Regions from separate parts of the Rattus norvegicus genome. Here region 2 is linked to region 1. A link is a contact called in public Hi-C data. All regions are on one chromosome and are shown on one strand. Each heading gives the region's core, a stretch centred on a gene start, on an enhancer-like site or on the middle of the called end of the contact. The rest is flanking DNA. Distances are from core to core; before and after follow the strand shown. Region 1 holds the start of Cyp20a1 (cytochrome P450, family 20, subfamily a, polypeptide 1). Region 2 has its middle 44 kb from the start of Ctla4.

Region 1 (6,548 bases), core at 2,428-4,927:
TTTTCTTCAGTTGGAGTAAGCCCTGGAATTCCTGAAGCTTGTCGGGAAGCCTAAATGGAAAACAAGAACAATAAACCAGACGGCCATTGCAGTCCATTGAGCTCCACCAAGACAGCGTCGGGGCACTTGAGAGCCGGACGGGCCCTGGACGACTCTGTGCCTCTCTGAGGAAAATCAACTGAACACGGGCAAAGGAGATCCTAAGAAGCCGAGAGGCAAAATGTCCTTATGCATTCTTTGTGCAAACCTGCCGGGAGGAGCACAAGAAGAAGCACCTGGATGCTTCTGTCAACTTCTCAGAATTCTCCAAGAAGTGCTCCAAGAAGTGGAGCATGTCTGCTCAAAGAAAAGGGGAAATTTGAAGATATGACGAAGGCTGGCAAGGCTCGTTATGAAAGAGAAATGAAAACCTACATCCCCCCCAGGGAGGCCAAAAGAAGTTCAAGGACCCCAGTGCCCCCAAGAGGCCTCCTTTGGCCTCTTGTTCTGTTCAAATCAAAGGTGAGCATCCTGGCTTATCCATTGGTGATGTCGCAAAGAAACTAGGAGAGATGTGGAACAACACTGCCTGGATGACAAGCAGCCCTGTGGGAAGATGGCCGCCAAGCTGAAGGAGAAGTACGAGAAGGATATCGCAGCCTATAGAGCTAAAGGAAAACCTGATGCAGCAAGAAAGGGGCTGGTCAAGGCTGAGAAGAGCAAGAAAAAGAAGGAAGAGGAGGACGATGAAGAGGATAAGGAAGATGAAACGGAAAGATTTTAAGAACCAAAGGGGATGGAGGAAACCAGGGAACAAGGCCTTCTGAGCACAGCTGGGACAATGCACAAACGACCTCACAGGAGGGGAGTGAAGCTCATTCACGGTCAGCATCAGACAGAGCCCCAGCTCGAGAGAAGTGGACACAAACTCCCCTCCCTAACCCAAAAGCTATCTCGAATTGATGACCACTTGTAAATGAAAATCTAGGCTTTTCAACAGTCTCATTGGAGAAGCGAATCACTCTGTGGGCCGAATGAACTGTTAGGGAGAAGGGCAAAACTCTGAAGACGCATGCGTCCTCAGTACCTCTCAGTATACTCCAGCTAGGACATCAGCTCAGCATTCCTCTTTGGAGCCGCTGCTCTCCGATTATCAATGCTGCTGAATTCTGGACCCTGAGCTTCCTCGGCCACACTTGGCTCGACTGATGATTCTTTGCCTTTCTTCAGTCTGACTGCTCCTCCCCAGGCCTCTTTCCAGTCCCCTCCTCCTTACCCCAACTCCCTCTTCAGCCTCTATCTAAATATGGAGAATTCAGGGCTTAGTCTTTGGGCCTCTTCTCTCCTAGATCTAAGTTTGTCAGGAGACTAGAACTTCCCAGCTTCAATATAATACATACATACACTGGCAGTCCCCAAAATGTCTCCAGTCTGGCTTTTTACCTTAAACCTCAAGACTTTCTTACTTTGATTATCGTACCACTTGGATGTCAAACAGCATCTTAAACCTGGCTTACACAACCCCAAACTTCTGATCTCTATGAAACCTCACTAACTCCCACCAAGATAAAAAGCAAAGAAAACCCTCCCTTTCCCTGGGGTCAAATCCATTCTTCCATCTACCCCCCCCATGTGTTTTCTTCCAGTTTCACTCAGGTTCACATTTTTTTTAAGAATTATTATTTTTTTAAAAGATTTATTTATTTATTATACATAAGTACACTGTAGCTGTCTTCAGACACACCAGAAGAGGGCATCAGATCCCATTACAGATGGTTGTGAGCCACCATGTGGTTGCTGGGAATTGAACTCAGGACCTCTGGAAGAGTAGTCAGTGCTCTTAATCGCTGAGCCTTCTCTCCAGCCCCTAAGAATTATTTTTATTTACTTATTTTATGTACATGAGTACACTATCACTGTCTTCATGACACCAGAAGAGGGCATAAGATCCCATTACAGATGACTGTGAGCCACCATGTGGTTGCCGGGAATTGAACTCAGGACCTCTGGAAGAGCAGTCAGTGCTCTTAATTACTGAGCCATCTCTCTGGCCCAGGTTCATGTTTTATACCCAGGCTCACTGGCTTTATCTTAACAATGTTGTAGTTCTCACCATGTGCTACGGCACCCGGGGTCCAAGCACACACCATCTCACACCAAAATGACAGTAGTTATCCTTCCAACTACTCTCTCTGCTCCTACCCCTGCCCCAGCCCCATAATTACGGTCCATTCTCAACACAGTAGCCAGAATGACTATCATAAAACTTACCTAATAATATTAAGATTGTTCTGAACTGAGGTCCCACTACATTGCCCAAGATGGCTTCAAGCACAAGATCCTCCCCGAGTAGCTGGGAATTAGACACGGCCAGCTCACAAATTAAAGTTCTCTTTTAAAGCCAAAAATTCTTTAGTTCAAAGATTTGCATTCATTTAAAAAGAATGAAGATTTTGCCACATATTTTAAAAATATTTTTTAGTATACAAATTTTAAAATTTAAGACAAGGGCTCATGTGATCCAGGCTGGCCTAGTTCAGAGGTCCTGAGTTCATTTCCCATTTTGGAAGAAATTCTTGAACTTTCCTGCCTCCACCATTCAAGAGCTAGGATTATAGGCCCCACACAGCATTCCCAGTTTTTCTTAAAACTAAAATAGCCACTTTTCTAATGACACCCTCCAGTAGAACGCAGACTAAACGTCCTTTGAATAGCTTTTCGGCCATTTACACCTATCTGTCTTTCCTGTTTGGTTTTACATTCGCTCCAGCCACATGGATCTAGCTTGCTAGGACACAGTTCTCTTATTCCCGAAGGCCTGAACTTTCACCTTCTCCGTATCAATGTTTTGTTTCTCATGAGTTCAGGTGTGGTTTCTGTATTAGTCTAACTCATCACCAGCTCTCAACAGGACACTTCTAAGAGGTGTCTCCATCACCAGTAATCTACCCGGGGCCGTTCACTACCTTGCAATTTTTCCATATATCCACCACACTTTGTAAATATATTCTTTTAAAGACAGGGTTTGATGTAGTCCAAGGTGGTCTTTGAGCTCCCATTCCATCCTCCGGCCTCTACCTCCCACATCCCATCCCATGCTAGGATTATAGATATAAGCAACGCCCGGCTTTATACAATACACTTTAAGGAAGTTTCCTTAACCACTAACTCCGGAGCCTTGACAGCTTCCCCGCTGAAAAGGACAGGTAGATAAAGTTTGCGTTGGCGAGCTCAGCTCGCCCATTCCAACAATGGTGCGGGGGCAGATGCAGGGGGCTGCTAGGAAAAGACCGAAGGAGTTCCTCCCCTGACGTGGCAGCAAACGGGATTGGGGTTTGAGGGCGTCAATGTCCCCAAAGGCACCCGAGGTAATTGAGTGCTGCCTCGGAAAACCGGTACCGCACACAAGGAACGCGGGACCCCGCCCAGGACCACAGCCCACGACCAGAGCACGCATGCGCACGGGGAACGCACGCCAGGGTGGCCCCACGTGACTCTCCCGCGAGCGCTCCCCGCAGACCGGCCGCCCGGGTCCTCGCGGCGCAGGCGCAACCCCGAATGTCGCCTCGGAGGTTACCGGGTAGAGGTACAGCACCGCTCCCACCAGCGCCAGCAGGAACGTCACGGCGAAGATGGCGAAGTCCAGCATGCTTCCTCCCGCCCGTCCGCGCGGTCGCCGGCTTTGCCCTCCGCGGTGGCGCCCGCGGCTGGAGAAGGAGGTGGCATCCGGATATCAGCGAATCGGAGCCGCGGTCGCCCCGCCACGCCTGCGCTGGGCGTCACCCCTGTTCTGTTGGCGACTGCTCCACAGGCCACAAGGAAACCTCCAGGCCGGGATCCCACCCTGGCCTGTCTAGAGGCAAGCTACCACACCAGTCCGCTTGCAGGAAGTGGTCTCAATACTACATTTCAGTGCGACTCACAACCCAAACCAGTCTAACCAGGACACCTGAATGGCTGAAGAGCTAGGCACCGTTAGATGCTCCTTATTGCTCAAAAACATCCAGTGAATGTGGTTGGGTTTTGTTTTTTGACTAGATAACACTATATATCCCTGTATAGCTTGGAACTATGTAGACCAGGCTGGCCTCGGACTAACAGAGCTATGCCAGTCTCTGCCTTCCTGGTTCTGGAATTAAAGGCGTTAGCCACGGTGGCAGACAGTGGGTAGGATTTCTGGCCACAGTGGCAGACAGTGAGTGGGTAGGATTTCTAGCTGTTACTTCCGATTTGCAGTACATTCCTTGAGTTTTTCAAGCTCCGTTTTTTGTTTTGTTTGTTTGTTTGTTGTTTGTTTTGTTTTTGTTTTCTATGTAAAACTGAAAGCCAGAGGCTGGGAAGGTAGATTGGTAGAGTGCTTTTCTAGTATGTACGAAGTCCTGATTCTGTCTCAACACCACATAACTTGGGGTGGCACACATTTGTAATCCCAGCATCCAGGAGGTGGAGGCAAGAAAATCAAGTGTCATTCCCAACTACATACCGAATTCCTGGATTACCTGAGCCCCTGCCTCAGCAAATCAAAATCAAATCCTTCAGAATAATACCATATAGAGTCACCAGTGGTAGGGTACTACTGGATGTTCTATGGTAAGCGCTGAGCAGTGAAAGCATTTCAAGCATTGATTGATCAGAGCATTACTACTATAATTTGAGATCCTTCTGTTCTATCTGACCCAGAAATTTTGACATGGATTAAGGCAAGGCAAAGCCCGCTGCTTATTGGCACGACATTTAGTGGAAGCATTCTAAAACAGTTTATAGACTGTGACGCTTGAATATCAAAGCTTCACACAGCAAGCTGGCGAGTCATTGGGAGTTGCATTTAGAGCTCCTATGATAAATGACTACGGCATAAGCAGGAACCACCCCTCACTGAAAAATGCCTTATCTTTTTGAAGCTGTAACAACACTTCTACTCAAGATTTCCTTGATTGGAAATCACCTGTTTTCCTCCTGAGACAAAGTTGTCTGTGCTGCTCAAGCTGACCTCAAACCTCTGATTTTGTCTTCGTTTACAAGCCGCTGGAATTCTAGCCATGCACCACCACACACAGCAAAAGCTGTACTTTTAACTCTGAATGTATTTCAACTGCCCTGAGTGTTTCAAGGGTTCGTTTCTAAAATCAATTTTAAAGACATTTCCCATCAAAATGACGATCCACATCTACAACAGACGAGATTTTGAAATGTACAATGTAGCTCTTTAACAATGTGGCACCACTTTCCTAAGACTTCTGGTCCTCACCTCTCCAGTCCCAAGGCAAAACCATGCCTGATACCTGCCAGGCAGGTGCTCTAACACTGAGACCCTCTGGGATTTTTAGTCCTAAACTAGCTCTTAGCCCGGCATCCTCTGAACTTCAGACTATCTACAGAGGCAGGATACAGTGTTTCAGAAATGGAGACTGTCTAAAACTAGACAGGAAGATGCCTACAGATCGGTAGCTGGGCCTCATTTAGCATTTGGTTCTGGGACTTCTTCCCAGCACCACAGAATGCCAGAGACAAATAGACATCAACCAGTCTACCTCTTCTTTACGCTTTAAAATTAGTTTAATAACTAATTTAGTATACATTCACAAGTTTTTGTATTGATACCCAAAATTTTTGTCTTGACTTGAACAGGTTAAACTTTTGACATTGTAAATATTCACATATCGAAAATGTTACTTCTTTTATAAAAAAAAAAGAATTTAAATGATTCATGTTGTGAGTGTGTCAGAACCATAAACACATATAGACAAGTCTGTATCTTTATTTACATAGTGCTAGAACTTATTGAATAACAATAAACTCACAAGCTTTGTTGGATTTCTTGGCTACCAAGTAGGACTTCTCTTGATAGCTGGTCATTGGCAATCATAGGTTCTTTTACTCCAGTCTTGTGCATGTGTGTGTGCATGCATGTGTGTGTGTGTGTGTAAGAGTGTAGGCTAGGTGCTCACAAGAATGGTGAACATGTAGGGATCAAAGGACAGTTTTCAAGAATCAGTTCCCTCCCTCCATGAGTTCTGGGGACCAAACTCAAGCCATCAGGTTTGTACCACAGGTACTTTTACCCTGCTGAGCCATCTCTCCAGCACCATCACACCCATATTTTGAAAACAGGGTTTCACTATAGAGTCCTGCCTGGCCTAGAACTCTCAGAGACCCACCTGCCTGTCTCAGCATTCCAAGAGGATAGTTTAAAGGTGTGTGCCATTCTGATTGATTTTACTCGTCCTTTTATTTCAATCTTTATTGCTACTATTAAGTCATACAGTATTTCATACAATAAATGTGTATGTATAGGTTACAGAATGACTACAAAAGGTGTTAGAGTACAAAGAAGTCCTGGAGGCAGCAGCAGAGAGAATTGATACAGATGTGAAGACAGGGATTTGATGAAATATTAATAAATCCAGTTGGGGCTGATGGATGCTGAGCGCCCAGAAATAGGTTTGCTGAGCTGGATAGGTACAGTATGTTTGAGCACCAGAGCAGCCCAGATGGATAGCTGGAAGGATGGACAGACCAACAGATGGCAGTTTGAATGGGCTCATCGAGCAGTGGGGAATGACCAACAG
Region 2 (6,548 bases), core at 1,573-4,072, 520 kb before region 1:
CTCCTCCTTTTTTCTTGGTTATTCTAGAATCCATGTGACCAACTCAGCAAACAAGTGACCAGGCCAGCATGTGGCATGTAAATTCCAGCTTCTATTTCTGTCCCAGCTTTGCAAAACCAGGTGCTTCCTGCTGATGGCCAGAAGCATTGCTCTCAAGAACCTCTATAAATGCTGACAGGGCACTCACATAGGATTTGAGAGGCACCATTCTGCAAAGCTCTGAACAGTTTTCCAGGACCATTTGACACTAACTGCGAAGCCACATGACCCTCAACAGCTCAGCCACTCTGCTGAGGAATCCTGGAACAGTACCGACCCTGAGTCCCAGGCCTTTCACCCAACTTCCTGTTTGCAGATTCTGTTCCAGCCCTAACACCTAACTTTCCTGAATTTGGCTTTCCAACTTGCCCTAAACTGCAGCCTAATTGGCCTCTTGGAATATCTTTGCCATCCTTCATTCTTAGTTTTAAAAACAATTCTCAAGGACTGTGGACCTAATTAAATTTTCCAGTCCTTCCCTCCAATCTGGGAAATAGATTTCTCTCTGTGAATGGACAAAGTCTCCTCCTCCACTTCCTGGATTTATGGCCTTGTGCTCCAGCAGAGGCCTCTCCGCAGGCCATTCTGCTCAGCACTACAGGGCTGGAGGAAAGACAGTTCATGAAAAATGCTAACTTTCACATGCCCAGGGATAAGAGCAGGGCCCAGTAGCTCACCTGTTACTGTGCTGGTTACCCATAATATTCTACACCCCCAAATAATCCCTAGCATGGGTTGATAATTAGACACTTTCAGTCACCTTTAGCGCCCACTCTCCAAAGACAGCTTCATGACAGACTGTACGCTGCACCACTGCTCCACCTCTGTGGCCTTTCTTACTGGATGTGGGAACACAGATATGATCCCAAACATGTGCCCTTTTTGAAGATTTGGTTAATAGGCCCTAACCTTTAATAGATGAGCTATACCTTTGGCCCTGTGTGCCCTTTCTGAATGAAGCTCTCTTTCACTAATTTTTATGTACAAAATAGGCTGCCTTATGATATTTTCATGGATAAGTCTCCCCTTCCATTGCCTTCCCTTATCTCCAACCCTGACAGTTTCCTTTCTGCACGCACAAATAAGTTCTCATCTGCCTTTCTGTCTCATCTATACACATATATGAATGTACATTATATGGTAAGCATATGAGAGAACAGTGAGGCTTTGTCTTCTGAGAGGCTCATTTCACTTTGCATGATGATCTCCAGTTCTACATCTTCCTGAAAATGAAACAATGCAGTCTTCACTATGATTGAACAAAACTTCACCACATATGTGATGATGCATATCATATATATTACATATTACATATCATATATATCACCGTCTTTATCATCCAGTAATGAGCATCTAAGTTGGCTTCTTGACCACTGAGAATAGCGTATAGATAAACATGGATGTGCAGGTATCTCGGAGTTATGCTGACTTAGAGTCCTCAGTTACTCAGTCTGGAGTGGTGTGGCTAAAGCATGTAGGAACTGTATCCTTGGCTGTGCTTCTCTGGGAACCTCTGCACAGATTTCCACAGTCACTGCCCCGGTCTCCAGTCTCGTCAGCTGTAAAGAAGGACTCCTTTCTGCCACCCTCTCCTCCGGTCAGCATTTGCTGATTTCTTGGTGACAGGAGAAAGAAGGATCTCAGTGTTGTCTTATTTTGCATTTCCCCAGTGGCTAAGGATGCTGGGCATTTTCTCATTTATTCTCTGCCAATTTGTATTTCTTTAACTCCCTCTTGAACTGCAGTCATGGAACATACAGGGTGGATGATCTTCTCCATCCCTTAAGACTCTTTCCTTTTAAAATCCACTTCATCCCCCTCAAAGCCTCCCCAAATTTCCCTCCATTTGGTGCCTTTCCTTCCTCCATGGATGCTAAGAATATCATCGGAACAATAGAAAGCAGCGGTCACTCCAGCCTCTACCCTCCCCCCCCCCTTTGCAGTCAGCCGTGGGAAAATGCAAGCTTCCCTGGGCTTTTAAATGATGCCTGGGTCATTTAATGTCAGGGGGAAGAATTTCTTGGCTATTAAAAATACATTAACAACTGGGATCCAAGATCTGTGTCTCCTCATGCAATGACATCACTGTGCAATGCTCACCCCCTCCCATTTCATTCCAAAGATATAATTATTGATACTCACAAAAACTGTTGAATCTACAAAGCAATAAGAAACCGCTTTAGTAGGCACGAGGGAGGGAGGGAGAGAGAGAGAGAGAGAGAGAGAGAGAGAGAGAGAGAGAGAGAGAGAGAGAGAGAGAGAGAAAGGACACAACTAATTGATAAAATTCAACAATGGGCTCTCATAGCCTATTCTTACAGTTGCAATGAAGCACGCCGGCCAATAGATGGCAGGCACTGACTGCTCCACAAATGTCTAGTTCCCACCCACATTGAATCAGCCACGTCTAAATTTGCTGTGTCAGGGTGGGATTTTCAGAACCATCCATCCTTGCTACATCCACCAGACGGGTGCTGCAGTTTCTGTCTCTCCACAGCTGTATGGTCACAGAAGAGACCTTGCATTGCGACACATTAAGAAGCCCTTTCTGTTGTTGATGCCCAAGTCCTCAGACAAGGCTGAAGTTCGTCCCACTCTATCTACAGTGGCCAGTCTACGTGTTCTTCAAAATAATGCCCCCTCTTCCTTGTGTATGTCCTTGTCCTTGAGCTTCTCCACATCGTCCACTGTCCCCTCAGCTTTATAGCTCAGACCTAGCCATGATCTATACGGTTATGTTTGCCCTGGTGATGATAGCTTTCCAAGCCTGACCTTTGCCTCAGCACAGGGTGCTTGGTAGAACTAGATAGAAGTCTGCAATCTGTAGGTGAGGAAGAAGGCAGCATGGACTTAGCATGTTCCAGCCTTGTGATCCTGGGACAAAGATAAAATCCAGGGAGGAGCTTTTCAACACACCTGACTGTATCTATCCATTCCTCCTTTGTCTGTCCGAAATTTATTTTGAGTCTACTAGTTTTGTTTGGGAGTGGTGCCTGTTTTCTGCTGGAGTTCAAATCCAGGGCCTCACAAATGCTAGGTAAGCACCCTGCCCCCGAGCCACACACCTGCCCTTTGGTTCTAGTCCTCGGAGTTACAGCTGTGACACATTATTAACTGCGGCTGCGTCGAGAGCTTACATCATCCTATTGTCAACACCGCCAACTCCGCTCCACACACAGAACATTGACATGACGCCCAGATGTCGTTGCAGGAGCACTACTAACAAACTTGGCGTGACTCTAGCAAACCCGTGAAGTAAATTGTTGGTCTCGATTCCCAATTTATCTGTGAGGAAACCAAGGCACAAAGACATTAAATAATTTTGAGGAAAGCCACATGGATTGCCAGGATTTGTGCTGCAGTCACCTGTCCGGAGGCATTACATCCTTAGCAACTGTGCTAAGCTACACCGGGAACTAGCAGTGAGGCACAGAAAGAACTAACTCATCCTCTCTGCCTGTCAAAATGGTGACAGGCTGGCTTGAAGGTGAACGTGAGCTTTAGCTCCTGCCTGAAACATCCTCCTATGGGTCTTTACAAGTCCACACTGGGGGCTGGGGATTTAGCTCAGTGGTAGAGCGCTTACCTAGGAAGCGCAAGGCCCTGGGTTCGGTCCCCAGCTCCGAAAAAAAGAACCAAAAAAAAAAAAAAAAAAAAAAACCACAAGTCCACACTGGCCGAAATAATCCAGTACAGACTTGGTAAGGTTACACAAGCACGAAGGAAGGTTCCAAGAGCTAGGAGTTAATTAGCACAGGTCTCACTACCGAGAGAAGAAGGCTGGGATATGACACTGACTTAGCCTCTGGTCTATGCTTCACATTTTAAAACTAAGAGTAATTCATCATAATAACTACAGAATCTTCCAGGGGAATCTGCTAGACATTACGGGGAGCAGCTTTGACAACTGAGAGGGGCGTGGGGTCCCTCCAAAAACAACAGTGTACACCAGAGCTTCAGTGTTATATCAAACCATGCCTGTAGACACTAGATACAACATAAAATGTAAAGTGCGCTTGGCAGCTACTCAGGAGTTAAAAATAAAATTACCACATGACCCAGTCCACAGTATATACTCCTCCCCCAAATAGATTAAAACAGAGGCTTTACTTATATGTTAATATTCCTAGCAGCCTATGCATAATAGCCCCAAATGAGAAACAACCAAAGTGTCTCCCAACTGATGAAGTTTTTTCAAATGCTTTTTTTTTGTCTGCGTGACAGAATGCAAATTCCTGCTATAAAAGGAATGAAGTTCTGGTGTGTGGTTCAACAGGCATAGACTTAGAGAACACTAGACAAGGTAAAATAAAGAAGACATGGGAACCGTCATGGGTGTCCTGGTAGGCGGTAACAAATTCATAGAGACAGAAATAGAGGTGAAGAGTGTCTGAGAGGAAGGAGACTGGACACTGCTGTCTACTAGGCACAGAGGTACCATTTGGGATGGAGGTTCTGCAAACAGTAGTGGTAACAGTTACTCACGTTGTAAATGTGTTTAATGTCAATGAATGCTGCACATAAAATGGCCAAAAGAATAACATTTGTGTTATATTGTACCACAATTAAAAAATTAGTTTAAAAAGAACCCGAAGTATCTAGGACATTTCTTTGAGATTTTCAATTACTTAAGCCATATCCATTTTCTTCTTTTTCTTGACCAACGTAACCTTGATCTATAGGGGTAACATTGTGTCCCAGAGGAAAATGTTTTTTTTTCCCCATAGTCGCTGAAGGCAACAGTAGCTACATGTCCAGAGTGATATAAGCTTTCTAGGGAAAGAGGAGGGATTCTGGGGGAGTTCCTTGAAAATTGAGGATAAGAGACATACATTTACCTGGTGTACAGAAAAACAGATGGCAGAAAGAAAAGAAGCTGAAGGACCGGGGAACCCGGGGAGCTGCTGTGGCTTTTGTGGAATGCTGACGGCTGCCTTTGGAGTCCTGGAGAGGAAACACCCCTGGCTCCTGATTTTTGTCCCAGATGTCCACTGCTAAACACAGCTCCTAATCGGCTCACCACATCAGCCGCTGTGTTTGTTGTAGCCGCTGGTTTTGTTATGAGGGGCTCACTACAGAGTAGGGTTGACAACGTCAGAAAGACTTAGGAAACTGAAGACTTAGTACGAGTTAGTCATCAGCCTAATTGATACTTATTTGGAGCTAAAGAGCCGAGTAAACCTCCTTGCCTGTCTCTCTGCTACAGATGCAGTTCTAAAACACGGAGACACCAATTCCTGTCCCCTGGGGCAACCATGTTGATCGATGAGCTTCATCAGTGAGCTCAAGTGTGAAGACTCTGTTTTTGCCAGAAGGGAGAGACAAGGAAGTATTCTCTCCTGCTCCCTGCTACATCCAAGGGGAAGCCAGTGGGCTTCCTAACCCATGTCAGAGTTAAATGAACACAGCGAGGGGATAAGCAGACAGATGCCTTATTGTTGTTGGGATGGTCGATCCTCCACCTCACAGCACAGCTGACTTCCTGTTTCCTTGACCTTCACCTCTACTCCACCTTGCCAGTGACTTCCTGGTGTGTCCTGAACCTTCTCCACTTTCGTTCTTCAGCATCCTGATGCTGGAGGCATAGTGTCTATGGAAGCGCCCATGGCTTCAGGGAACTTCAACACTGGAGATGTTTTATATGCATACGCCTATTGGCCCAACAATTCTGTCCTTAGACATGAATCCTACAGAGATCTGAAATGTGCTCAATACCCATTCATAAAAGAATACTCTGTCCAGGGTAAAACCAACAACAGCAGCAATAAAGAAAACAGCAGGACTGGAGAAATGGCTCTCACTCACTTGATGCTCTTGCAGAAGGTCCTGGTTATGGGGAGTGATCTACCAGGAAAGCCAGGTTGAATGAGCATCCTTTGGAAAATCTTGATAGGTAGTATTAGCATATGGTTTATAACATAAGAACAAAAGCATACACTGAAAAGATACTCAGCTGCTGGGAACAGAACCCACAAGGCAGCTCACAACCTCTGTTCCAAGGGATTCAAAGCCCTTTCCCTACCTCTTGAGGTTAGTACCCTAACATATGCAAGTACTCAAGCTTATAAATAAAATAAATCTTAAGAAAACTCAAAAAATCATTTAAAAAAACATGGGGTTGCTGGGGTATGGTGATGCCTGTACTTCCAGTAATGGGGAAGTAGAGGCAGGAGGATCATGAGATCAAGCTCATCCTTGGCTACATAAAGACTCTGAGACCAGCCTGGGCTACATGAATCTTTGTCTCAAAGAGAAAAAAAATGTACTAAAGGATGTGTTGTGGTATTGTGATATGTCACAGAATCCATAAGAAAGTGATGGATCCTGTTGTAACTGAATTTATAGGCACTGCCATGAACACAGGAAACTCATCTTGGGTTGTCTGGAAGAGCAACAAACACTGAATCCTCTCTAGCCCCACCGTTCTCATCAGTAATCCTGAGGTCACCACCTATTAGACTCTAAAACTGTGCACTGAATGCTGCTCTCAGGATGAACCTGAAAATGCA

Evidence for each region. Hi-C and Micro-C count contacts between places; a contact is called where the count stands out from the background.
Region 2: a contact with region 1 is called in a Hi-C map of hepatocytes, with 2.3 times the contacts expected there. The contact joins the enhancer-like site here to the promoter of Cyp20a1 in region 1. A contact is called at or near these places in 7 of 12 Hi-C or Micro-C datasets (the A7r5 cell line, Schwann cells, frontal cortex and 4 more).

What each region holds. Positions count from the first base shown.
Region 1 is chr9:69,247,002-69,253,549 of GRCr8, reverse strand. Cyp20a1 (cytochrome P450, family 20, subfamily a, polypeptide 1) reads right to left here and starts at 3,677. Exons shown (of 13, transcript NM_199401.1): 1 at 3,557-3,677; 2 at 1-50. The coding sequence starts at 3,628.
Region 2 is chr9:69,766,320-69,772,867 of GRCr8, reverse strand. No RefSeq gene overlaps it. Among named protein-coding and RNA genes, the nearest start is that of Ctla4, 44 kb to the left of the region's middle. Within about 2 kb of position 2,822, at least 26 of the 93 cell types and tissues checked have an H3K27ac peak or open chromatin away from gene starts, as enhancers often do. A contact at or near this core is called in the A7r5 cell line and hepatocytes, where this site is marked.